Linked DNA regions of Mus musculus: region 2 is linked to region 1. Evidence: chromatin contacts called from public Hi-C data. All regions are on one chromosome and are shown on one strand. The core of a region is the stretch at or near the end of the contact, and the rest is flanking DNA. Distances in the headings are between cores, read along the strand shown.

Evidence for each region. Hi-C and Micro-C count contacts between places; a contact is called where the count stands out from the background.
Region 2: a Hi-C map of uterus shows a contact between it and region 1, with 4 times the contacts expected there. The contact joins two enhancer-like sites. A contact is called at or near these places in 2 of 484 Hi-C or Micro-C datasets (the 3T3-L1 cell line and uterus).

The regions. Positions count from the first base shown.
Region 1 is chr10:37,238,176-37,244,126 of GRCm38.p6, reverse strand. No RefSeq gene overlaps it. Among named protein-coding and RNA genes, the nearest start is that of Gm26535, 78 kb to the left of the region's middle. Within about 2 kb of position 2,181, at least 47 of the 459 cell types and tissues checked have an H3K27ac peak or open chromatin away from gene starts, as enhancers often do. A contact at or near this core is called in uterus, where this site is marked.
Region 2 is chr10:37,599,224-37,605,335 of GRCm38.p6, reverse strand. No RefSeq gene overlaps it. Among named protein-coding and RNA genes, the nearest start is that of Gm31330, 170 kb to the right of the region's middle. Within about 2 kb of position 2,220, at least 41 of the 459 cell types and tissues checked have an H3K27ac peak or open chromatin away from gene starts, as enhancers often do. A contact at or near this core is called in uterus, where this site is marked.

The sequences.
Region 1 (5,951 bases), core at 932-3,431:
GAGCACCAAGCACAATGCCCACAAGTACTTCTTCCACTGTCAATGCATGGGAGGAGTTGGGAATTGCAAGTTTACCCTTTCTCTTCTGCTCTTGTTGGTCTGGCCATTTCCAAAGACCTGTTATCTCCAGTGAGATAGGGGATTCTAGTAAATCTGTACAGGAGAGTCTTATCTTTGGGACATGTGGACACTCTCACACTTGGTTTCCCTAAGTGGCCCTTTAAAAGTGATGGCAAATCCTGTCAGCATCTCACATCAGTCCTCTCTAGGGAGAAAAAAAAAATCAATATTGGGTTTTCAAGAAATCACTCTCAAGCTGGCTATGGTGATGAACACCTGTACTCCCAGAAACTGGAGAGGCTGAGACAGGATTGTAGTGAGTTCAAAGCTAGTTTGGCTTACATCATAACTACTAGGTACAACCTTAGACACATAGCAGCATCTTGTGCTAAAAACACAAAATTCAAGCTAGGCAGGTGACTCAGTGGGTAAAGAGCTTGTCATGCAGGCATGAGGAACTAGGTTCTTATCCCTTATACCCACGTACAGCCAGACACAGTAGTCATAGCACTGTGTCTATGATCCCAATGATGGGAGAGATGGAGACAGGACAACCTCTGGAAGCTTACAGGCTAGCTATCGTAATGTATGCAATGGCCATAAGCTGAACAGCCATGATGGACTGAAACCTTTGAAAGTGACCTAAAATAATTCAGGTATGTTATCACAGCAGTCACAAACAGTATACAATTAGCATGAGAATTGCATCTCAGCTGGATATCAAGAGAAAATTTGGGGAGTGGTGGTACAGACCTGTAATCCTGGCACTGGGAAGTGGAAACGGGGAAGTTAGCAGGTCAAGGTCATCATAGGTATTACAGGAAGCTAAAGGGCAGCCTATGGTACTAGAGACCTTGTTTCAAAACACCAAGAAAGGAAGGGATGGAGGGAAGGAAGGAGGGAGGTGGTCAACTTACAGAGATTCAGATGAGCACCAGGCACAGAGCTAATGGGACCTTATCTACATCCCTGAGAGGCTGAATCGGACCAGACACAAGCAGGCGGTTACTCTCTGCCTCTTCTACAGCACATTTTCCTCCCATTGAACCATTTGGTACTTACAAAAAGTCAGATTTGGTGAGCCAGTGAATACAAAAACACTAGAGTCTTTTCCAAGGCAAATTCATGTTTTCACAAGTAGGAGTAGAAGAGTTCTAACACGTTCCAGGGCAGAAAACCTAAAGCAGGAGCCAAGAGAAGACCGTACAGGCTGGAAACAGTAAGGCAAAGCCCAGCTTCCCCAATCCTTTGTTAAACATCAGTCCTTTGGTTTCAGGCCGTCCTTTTTTAAATTTTAAATTGAAACATATAATGTTACATATACATACTTGATAGCTTTATAGCTAAAGTGGGCATTTCACAAATACCCATGACATTGAAATTCTTCTCTAATTGTAATATATTCAGTTCAGGTTGTATAGAAATGTGAATACATATGTAGAGCAGATAGCAGGGAAAAACTCTAATCAGAACAAAATTTTCAGGTAGAATATTACGAAGACAATCACCTAAACTAGAGAACGTTTTGTGTCTCATTATTGAATATATATGCATCTGTGATGTGTGTGTGTTTGTGGTGTGTGTGTGTGTGTGTGTGTGTGTGTGTGTGTGTGTGTGTGTGCCGCAGAGCATTGAAAAGAAGACAACCTTCAGAAGTCTCTTTTTTATACCTTTATATGAGTTTCACAGATCAGGCTAAGGTCATGAGGCTTAGACAACAATCTCCCTACATGCTGATCCATCTCTACTGCCCCTCTTACAGCGGTATTTTAGATGCTTTCTCTCCATACTAAACATTGGATTTCTGAGTGCCTCTGCAGGAAGCCGAGGCTTGATGGATCCTTCCGTAGAGAGATTCTTCTGCAGTTACCAACCTCCTCCAGAGAGCTCATTCCTTTACTTCTCTTTCATTCTTGTCTCTCTGCCATCACTCTGACATGGCCTCTCCCCCTGTCCTCCCCTCCTGGTGTCATTAGGAATTTTCTAACTAAACTTTAACATTTCTGAGCAATAGCTTCATTATGTGGACTCTGATTACAGACCCCATTCAGAGGTAACTTTTCGTTAGCCAGCAAAGGTTACCACAGTTCAACATATGTTTGACATTATTCTAAAAAGGCTTTACTCTCTGGTGAGTTACAGAAAAATTGTAAGACTGCAAATCTCTGAGCCAGCAGCCAAAAGCACACACCACAGCATGTGCTTGCTGCTTTTTGGCAACACCGAGCTTTACAGTGTTGGCTTTACTGTTTGTTCCTCTGTTTGGAGACAGAGTCTCCTGTATCCTAGGTTAACCTCAGACTTACTAAGTACCCAAGGATGACCTTGAGACTTCTCATCCTCCTGCCTCCACCTCCAGCATGTCAGAGTTACATGCATAAGCCACCATACTCAGTGTATCCCACTAGATAGATATCCATCTAATTATGGTTAAGTAGAGATAAACAGGAAAAGAGATATATTGCCATCTCCAGCAGCACTCTTGAGGTATGGACTTTCTGGGGGTTCTGTTCTTCATTGAGGTAGACATCAGAAAAGGTCTTCTTCTAGAAAGATTAGAGAGAGACCTCACACAGAGCATCCGAGCTTAATCTGAAGACTGTTTGGAAAAAAGGAAAATGTGGACAATAACTACTAATGTAACATAGAATCCAATTTAACATGGACCTGAATGTATTGCCTCTTACTGAAGTACTTTATTCTTATACCTGGCAAGATGTTCAGAGAGTAAAGGCACATGTCCACTAACTCCTGCAAGTTATCCCCACACACACACACACCTACATACATACACACATGCTCAGACACATCCTCACGAACACTAAATACATGCAAGAAAAAAGTGTGGCTTTTTTTTTTTTTACTTGAATGTTAGTGCATGTTTTTTTCTTCAGCCAAAGGTAAATTACTTCAAATAAATTAAACTCTCTCTCTAACTCTCCCTCCCTCTCTCCCTCTCCCACTCCCTGCCCCCTTTCTCTCTCTCTCTCTCTCTCTCTCTCTCTGTGTGTGTGTGTGTGTTTTAATAGTACATAGCTACCTCAAAGTGTTGCTGGAAGGATTTGTAAGTATGTTAAGTGCTTTGAAGATGAAAAGCAATATATAAACACTTAAATGTTACTATAAAAGCTTAGTACATGAGCTCATAGCACGTGGTCTAAATGGAATGCGTGTGAATACACAATCTGCACATAGTCAACGACAGAAGCAGCCTTAGTTCAGACTCAGACACGTGACACCAATCCTTTAACATCATCAGATGCTTGCAAAGCCTTCAGAAGCTTTGAGTACTTGCTCACTCAGTGTGGGAGGAAACACAACTCACAGTATTAGTCCAGGGCTGACAGATGAGTAGAGACAGTCACAGACAAGAAATAAGAGTCCAGACCTCCTTAGTGCTAGCCAGTCTTCTCATAGATATCCCACTTGGCTTCATCTGTAGGATGTAACTGTAAACAAAAATACAGTATTAGAATTGAAACGTCAGGATTTGTGGCCATCCATGCAGATCAGAAAGCATGCTCATTGAAAACTGCATTTCTTTTCATTCAGAACACCTGCTCCTGTACATCTGTGTTTGCCTTTGAGACAAGGATGACCTTGAACTATAGAAGGATGACCCTGAACTAGTGAAGGATGACCTTGAACTTTTGACCCTCCTCCAGCTACCACCTTCAGAGTGCTGAATCACGGTTGTGCACCACCACGCTCACTTTTATACTATTCTAGAAATGAACCCAGAGTTTTGTGACTTCTAGGCAAGACCTCTACCAACTGAGCTACATCCCCAGCCCTTTCAGTTGTCTTAGAAGGATATGTTGGGCCATTGAGATTGCTCAGCATGTAAGGCCACTTGACACCAAGCCTGAGGACCTGAGTTCAGTTCTTACTTATGACCCACATGGTAGAGGAGACCTGGTTCCCAAAAGTTTCCCTCTGACTTCCACGCTCCCACAGTGATACCTGCACTTATATCCCATATACATACATATGCTCTCTTTCTCTTTCTCTCTCTCTCTCTCTCTCTCTCTCTCTCTCTCTCTCTCTCTCTCACACACACACACACACACACACACACACACACACACATACACACATACACACACACATATACACATTTTGCAACCTGGAATATTGCATAGCCAAAGATTACTCAGTACATATGTGTCAGTTTAATAAGCCTGCCTTAAATTCTCAGGTAAATCAGTGGCTCTCAGTGGCCACTGAACGATGCTTACTACAAGTCAGTAACTCAGATTTCTGGTACTGTTTCCCCAGTTTGGGGTTCAGGATAGCAGAAGCTGGGCCAGATAATTTGCATTTCTAACAAGCTCCCAGAGGATAATGATGCTCCTACTTTTTAATTTGTTTGTTTGTTTGTTTGTTTGTTTGTTTGAGGTGCTACCAATCAAATGTATGGCCTTGGACATGCTGGGCAAACACTCTCTACCACATAACTCTTTCCACAGCCCCACAAGCCTCTGATGATTGACAGCTGCATTTTGAGAACCTTGGTGGTACAGAAACCACACAGTAAGAACTGACAAGAGTGCTGGCCCTGATCTGTTTAGCTCCTTGGATAGAGACTTGAACAGAATGCACAGGGTAGTTAATCTAGTGGATTAGTTAAACTTGAGGACTGGAATTCATAATTAGCAAGGGCAAATCTGGCCTACACCTGTTTTTGTCTTACTTGAAGAGTATCACTTTTTAAAATTAGATTTTTTGTTGACATTTAAAATTCATGATATTTTATATAAAAATCTCAGTTATGGTTCCTCTCAACTAATCAATTGGCCAACAGTGGGTCTTCGATGCTCTCTATAACAGGGTGTCACATCAGGAACCAGTCTTTACCAGACTTTCTATGTTCAGAATGGTCTGTGTTCTTCTATGTTCCTGAGTAGTTTTTAAGGAACCTGAAATCTCCAAATAAAAACGTCCTAGGGTCATCTTTCTTCCAATCCATCACTTTATTAAATGACGTAAGCATGCCACTTTTCATGTGATGTGGCTACACTCTGTTTGAAAGCAGTCTGAATGTACAAAAAAATAAGAAAATAGAATCTGAAGGCATGGGCTGTTCTCCGTAGGACTGGCCCAGCAAAGTGCCATTTTGACTTCATTTTAAAGTAACTGAACGTCATTGTCTTAATCAGGGTTTGTATTCTTGCACAAAACATCATGACCAAGAAACAAGTTGGGGAGGAAAGGTCTTTTTTTTTTTAACTTACAGTTCCACATTACTGTTCATCACCAAAGGAAGGCAGGACTGGAACTCAAGCAGGTCAGGAAGCAGGAACTGATGCAGAGGCCATGGAGGGATGTTACTTACTGGCTTGCTTTCCCTGGCTTGCTCAGCTTGCTTTCATATAGACCCTAGGACCACCAGCCCAGGGATGGCGCCGCCCACAATGGGCCCTTCCCTCTTGATCACTAATTGAGAAAATGCCTTATAGCTGGATCTCATGGAGGCATTTCCTCCACTGAGGCTCCTTTCTCTGTGATAACTCCAGCTTGTGTCAAGTTGACACACAAAACCAGCCAGTACAGTCATATTACTTAAGTCACAAAACAATTTAAAAATGAAGGCTTAAAAATAATGTTTTTTGGTTTTTTGTTTTGGTTTAGTTTGGTTTTTTTTTGTTTGGTTGGTTGGTTTGGTTGGCTGGTTGGTTTTTTGTTTTGGTTTTTTGGTTTTTGGTTTTTGGTTTTTGGGGTTTATTTTTGTTTTTGTTTTTGTTTTTGTTTTTTCATTATAGACTTAACACTCTCCATTAAACTCCCACAGGAACCAAAATGTACAGATGTTCAGTTAGGCACCTTATAGGAAGGGGCCTGGTGCACTCAAGTCACTTCCTCCCATGTACTTTGAATCACCTCAAACTATT
Region 2 (6,112 bases), core at 971-3,470, 360 kb before region 1:
GAGCCTGCCAGGGTAAGGTACAGCAACAGAAACACAGCAATGTTCCCTTGTGCAGTCAGCAGAGCATTGGAGAGACAGACATGGCTATAGCTGAATGGATAATAGACGATGTTTTTGGTGGTTGCTTTAATGGAACCCCAGAAAAACACTTCAGGGGCAAGTTAAGGGGAAGTGACTCACAGAGACTCAGGTTACCTGTGATCTCTGATAGCTCATGGCTAAGTTACCCTGCTCTTCTGAGAAACACTCTGCCCTTGCACTTAACATCTTTTGGGGCAGAATCTATAATTCCCACATCTATCATTTTTTAAAAAAAAAATATTACAGAAGGCAATTGAAATTATTCTTCATTGGGTAATCCCTTAAATCCACCAATATTTAGTGAAGTTAAAAACTATCTGTAGTAGTGTTTCTGGACAGAACTCCATTGAGTTTCATGTTTTCTATTTTAGGTGGCCTCAAATGCTCTTCAAGATGACATACTAAAACTTAAATCAGTTGTAGCAGCTTTCAACACCATGTTAATACTAGTTGCTTTGAACTTTGAGTGTCAAAGAAAGATGACCCATGCTGTGTAGGTGTTCAAAGCACAAATTAGAAATATAACATTTCATACATAAATTCTTTATTGAAAGGATTGCTCATTAAGTATTCACAAAAGCAAGTATTGAACCATTACAAACTGAGTTTATTGGCTGGAAATGACTATAAATTCTTGTGCTTTTCATAACATACATTTTTATTGTACCTTAATATATATTAATTAGAGCTATTAAAACATGAGAAGTTAATAATTTATGGATGAAGTAATAAGGTAGAATTTAGAAAATTCTCACATGATAAGCAGAACATACATGCCTATATGTACATATATAGACATATATATGTGTGTGTGTATGCATACACATACACACATACTATTTAAGCATATGCCAAGGTGTGAACAGTATTTGCTTTCAAATAATAGGTCCAATGATCCTCATCAGATAGATAAATTAGTATAAATTTCAACAAAAAAAATATGTGCACAAGAAATTACAGGTTTGTTAATTATTATTTTTATTTGCATCTCAAATGTTTCCCCTTCTTGGATTCCCCTTCCAGAGTTCTTCACCCCATCTCCCACCCCCTTTGCCTCTGAAAGGGTGCCCTCCATCCTCCCTCTCTGGGTCATTGAGTTTCTACAGAATTGGGCACATCCCCTCACACTGGTGTCAAATAAGGCAGTCAGTCCTCTCCTACATATGTGCAGAGAAATTGTGGATTTTATTGATAGAAAGTTTGTTGGTTTTTGGAAAAGCTTAGTCCTACTTTCAACATCCCCACTGTGCCCTAACTCTGGATGGCTCCTTCTAAAAGATGCTTCCTTTCAGCATCACAGGAGGTCAAAATCAGAAAGAAACAGAGAGAGCAGCCATGATGGCTGTCATGTTCACCATTAACCTGTTACACAAGCACACTCTGTTTTGTTGGACAAGTGTTTGCTGTGGCTGACTGAGTGAGCTTGGATCTTAGGCTGTGCTTCCTCTGGAAATGGTTCTGGTGATCCAAGCAAAATGCATCCCAAGGGAAACCACCCTCCTCTCAGCTTTATTCTGTGGAAGATGAGGGCTCTGCTGCTGCCAAACCCTGGGGGAGTTTGGGGGAGAGACAGGGTTAGTGCTAAAGGACAAGCATAGATGGCTGTTCTCTTTCCCTCTACCAGAACACCCTACCCTTCATTTATTTCTCAAAATCTGGCCGTCAGCTCCTGGAGCTCAAGCATCTGCTCTCATTTAAAAATGAGTTACAGAGTATTAGGTTCAGCTTTAAACAAGAAAGAAAGAAAGAAAGAAAGAAAGAAAGAAAGAAAAAAAAAACCTTAAATTTTGGGAAAAGCTTTTGTTTAATCACATCAAGTCTGTGTCACAAGCTGAAGAATGCCAGGAAATTCCAAGCTAAAGGCAAATACTTCATTCACAACTCATTCCACAAAGCCTGAAAACAGTGGGTTAGACACCAGAAAAACTCTGATTGTTTTTTGTCATGTCAATTCATGTCATAACCTTGGCATTGTTCTCTCTTTTAATTTAATAATATGAGATTAAACTGATCCTGTTCTCCTATTTCTCATTAGTGCTGAACAAGCACTTTTGGCACACACAATTCAAATCACTGGTATGTTGCTCGGTGCCTCAGTATGTTTGGCTATGAGGTAAAGTGTCTTGACCTGTCATCTATCTCTGAGGCTTGAGAAAGAAATGATTTCAACATTCTTGCTCTTAGCCCATATATATAAATCTATTCTCAATGACATGTCTGCAGCTCTGAGGTTAACACAAAACCATGAGGCACAAAAAGGGACTGGAGGAGAGGGGAAAAAAGTCTCAAAGGCCCAGAAGAGACGGGTGCTAAATCTTCTGCTTTGTGGTCAGCCATGGGTGCTGTGTTTTATAAGTGAAATGAGGAATGTCTGTGGCTCCCTTTTGGATGTGGAAAGTGTTCATTTCTCAACTGGAAAGCTCTGAATTTCTGTACACTTTCAGAGTTGTACATAATAAAAAAAAAACAAAAAAACAAAAAAACAAAACATGGTGCCTGACCCAGACAGCACAGTCCACCTCACTGAGAACTTGAAATAAAAAAAAAAATAGAAAAATAAAAAATCTTCATGACTTTGATGAGCTGAGAACAAAGGGGGAGATAGGAAACTTACAGGGAACTAGCCTTTCCACATGACGACTATCAGTAGTTACCAAAGGACTGATCTGTCAAAGAATTACAACCTTAGTGGGATAGAGTATCTTCTGGAACTGACCCTATTTCAAGATTAGCTTTTCTTCCATCAGTAAGGTCTTACTGAGGACCAATGTACTATACCTACTACAAAGGTAAAGATAGAAGTAATTTTGATGTGCTATTCAACTAATTTTAATATGGCTTTACTGGATATAATACAAAAGAGCTTAGACATCTGTGTGTAGAAACTGGCCAAGGGAACTCAGCATCCATTCCTGATGTGGATAAATCCATGTCTGAGCTATACAGAGTTGATTTCGAATGTCACCTTACTTATTCTTTCAATGGTATATCCTAAGCACCTGATACACAGATACATCCAGAATCTGTCTCTATGGTAGACACAGGTGATGAAGCAGAAGTGATGAGAGAGAGAGAGAGATCTCGTGAAGTTCATAGGAATACTGTGGGATACATGTTAGCCACCACAGAGGTATATAACACACATTGGGGGACTCACACATAGTTGTGATGATATTATTTAAACACATTCCCTAAAATTTCATGTCTAGAGCATGACTCCTGGTTTGGTGACATAGAGTTCATATGGACCATTATCCTGGTGGGAGATTCTGAGGTTAGTGAGACTATGTCCTAAGAGGAGATTGTATATTGAGATGTCATTTGTCTCTCCTGCATGTGACTCTCACCATCCTCTCCCCATGAGGATCTTCTAAGAGCCAGTGCTGTTCCTGAGCTTGCTGTCTCTAAAACAACAAGCGAGGCAACCGTGATGGCTAATACTGATTGTCAACTCAGAATGACTGAGAATTCCCAAAGAAGTCACTTATTAGCATCCCTCTGAGGGGTTATCTAGATTAGACTGAGAATTGGCATCCATCCCACTCTGCTTCCTGATTCCAGGTGAAATGTGACATTGCATCCTGCTGACATAGCTTTGATAGGAAAGACTTATACTCCTTTCCCTCAGAAAATAAGAAAACCAATTAATAGAGTAGGTAAATCTATTTTCTTTATAAAGGTACCTTGTCTCAAATATTTTGTTACAGTAATAAGAAATGGATTAATACAAAAGTGATGAAGAGGGTATAGAAAGGGCCATACTGGGACATCAAACATGGTATGTGTTGGAAAGAAGGGGAAGGGTCATCAGACTTGTTAGATAACTGGTTCTAAATCTTCCCAAGGCTATGCCCCTTTAATACAGTTCTTCATGCTTTAGTGACCACCAACCATAAAATTATTTTCATAGCTACTTTCACAACTATAATTGTGCTACTCATATGAATCCTAATGTAAATACCCATGTTTTCCAATGGTCTGTAGAACACCCCTAAGAAAGAACTGTCCAATCTCTAAAGGGATCCTGATCCACAGGCAGAGAACCTCTGAGTTAGTTGATCATAGAGTAAAGTAATGGTTATAGGCATGCCCAAAAGGGAAAACAAGAGTACAACATATAGAGTTGAAAGTATCTTGATCAGGTATCAACCCTCTAATAGTAACTGCCATGGATTTGGATTAGAAAACGAGCATCTCACATCTTTCCCTGGATAAGAGATTATCCTGAGAAAAATGTACAGAAACCCTCCCAATCCTGTCTTCTGATGAACACTGTGAACAGAATGGAACAAAATGCATCACACATTTACAGTGCCATGATAGGAACCACAAAGGGGACAATGTGATGGCAACCTGGGAGATGATAAATAGTGGAGTCCTTGGGGGGTCACCATCTTTCTTTGTTTAAATTCAGCACAGTATTCGATGGATGAGGCAGTGTTCAAAAGTTCATATGACTAAATACACAAATGAACTTGTTTGTTTTGGGTCATTCAGTGTCTGGGAGGGAGTTATTTATTTGAGTGTTAATAAATTAGGTTTTTCTATTTGGCAACTGAGAAATTTTTCTTAAGGAAATAAAAGAGATATCTTCTCAGTTTGGACTGGCTCGTGCATTTTTTTACCCAAAAGCTGGCTCAAATCTCAAATCTTCAATAGTAAAAGAAAGCTCCAGTTCTTTACAAATGTGTCTTTCCCTCTGATGATTTATAGTACATGCTAGAACAAATCCCAAGATGCTGGGAAGTGAAGCATGAAAAGAACAAGAATTTACCTGCAAAATCTCTCCGAGTGAAGACAAAATGTGAGATTTTCCTTTAGCATGAAATACCTTTTAATGACATAACAACTTACTTCTTTCAAAATGTCACTTTTGTATAGATTTTTCTCTCAGTAAAACATGTTGTTTTTCTTTTGCATTCTCTGCTGAACTACCTTTCCATTTCAAAATTCTGAAAACAAAGAAAGATTTGTCAGATTATATCAAAATAAAAGAAAAAGTTCCTGTCAGTTACCGCACTTTCTCTACTAAAAAGTGATATAAGATCCATCCAAATTAAAACTTTTCTCAAGATCTGTGTCTGAACCGGGCGGAGGTGGCGCATACCTTTAATCCCAGCACTCGGGAGGCAGAGGCAGGCGAATTTCTGAGTTCAAGGCCAGCCTGGTCTACAAAGTGAGTTCCAGGACAGCCAGGGCTATACATAGAAACCCTGTCTCAAAAACCAAAAGATCTGTGTCTGGAGCTTATTCTGTGCCACAGCCCCCAGAGCTGATCCTGTGCTACAGCTCTACATACCCAGATACACCCTCACAGAGCCATTAGGACACTGAAATCAAGGAACAGCATGGGACAGGACTCGTTGGTTTCCATTTGCCTCCCAGAGCTAACCCTGTGCCATGGCTTTCCATACCCAAATTCCTCCGTGAGGGAACTGATCTCAGGCTTGTAGGAGAGGGAAGCCATAGTCATAGACAGCAGGACCAACTAACACCAGAGATAACCAAATGGTGAGAGGCAGTTGCAAGAACATAAGAAACAGAAACCAAGGCTACTTGACATCAACCGAATCCAGTTTTCAACCACAGTGATCCCTGGATACCCCAAAACACCAGAAAAGAGAGACTCTGATTTAAGATCACATCTCCTGATGATGATAGAGAACTTTAAAAAGGACATAAATAGCTCCCTTAAAGAAATACAGGAGAACACAGGAAAACAGCTAGAAGCCCTTAAAGAGGACATACAAAAATTCCTTAAAGAATTACAGGAAAACACAACCAAACAGGTGAAGGAATTGAACAAAATCATACAGGATCTAAACCTAGAAAGAGAATCAATAAAGAAATAACAAAGGGAGAAAACCCTGGAGATTGAAAATCTAGGAAATTGAACAGGAGTCATAGATGAAAGCATCACCAACAGAATACAAGAGATAGAAGAGAGAATCTCAAGGACAGAAGATGCCAAAGAAAACATTGACACAACAGTCAAAGAAAATGCAAAAAAATGCAAAATGCTCCTAACCCA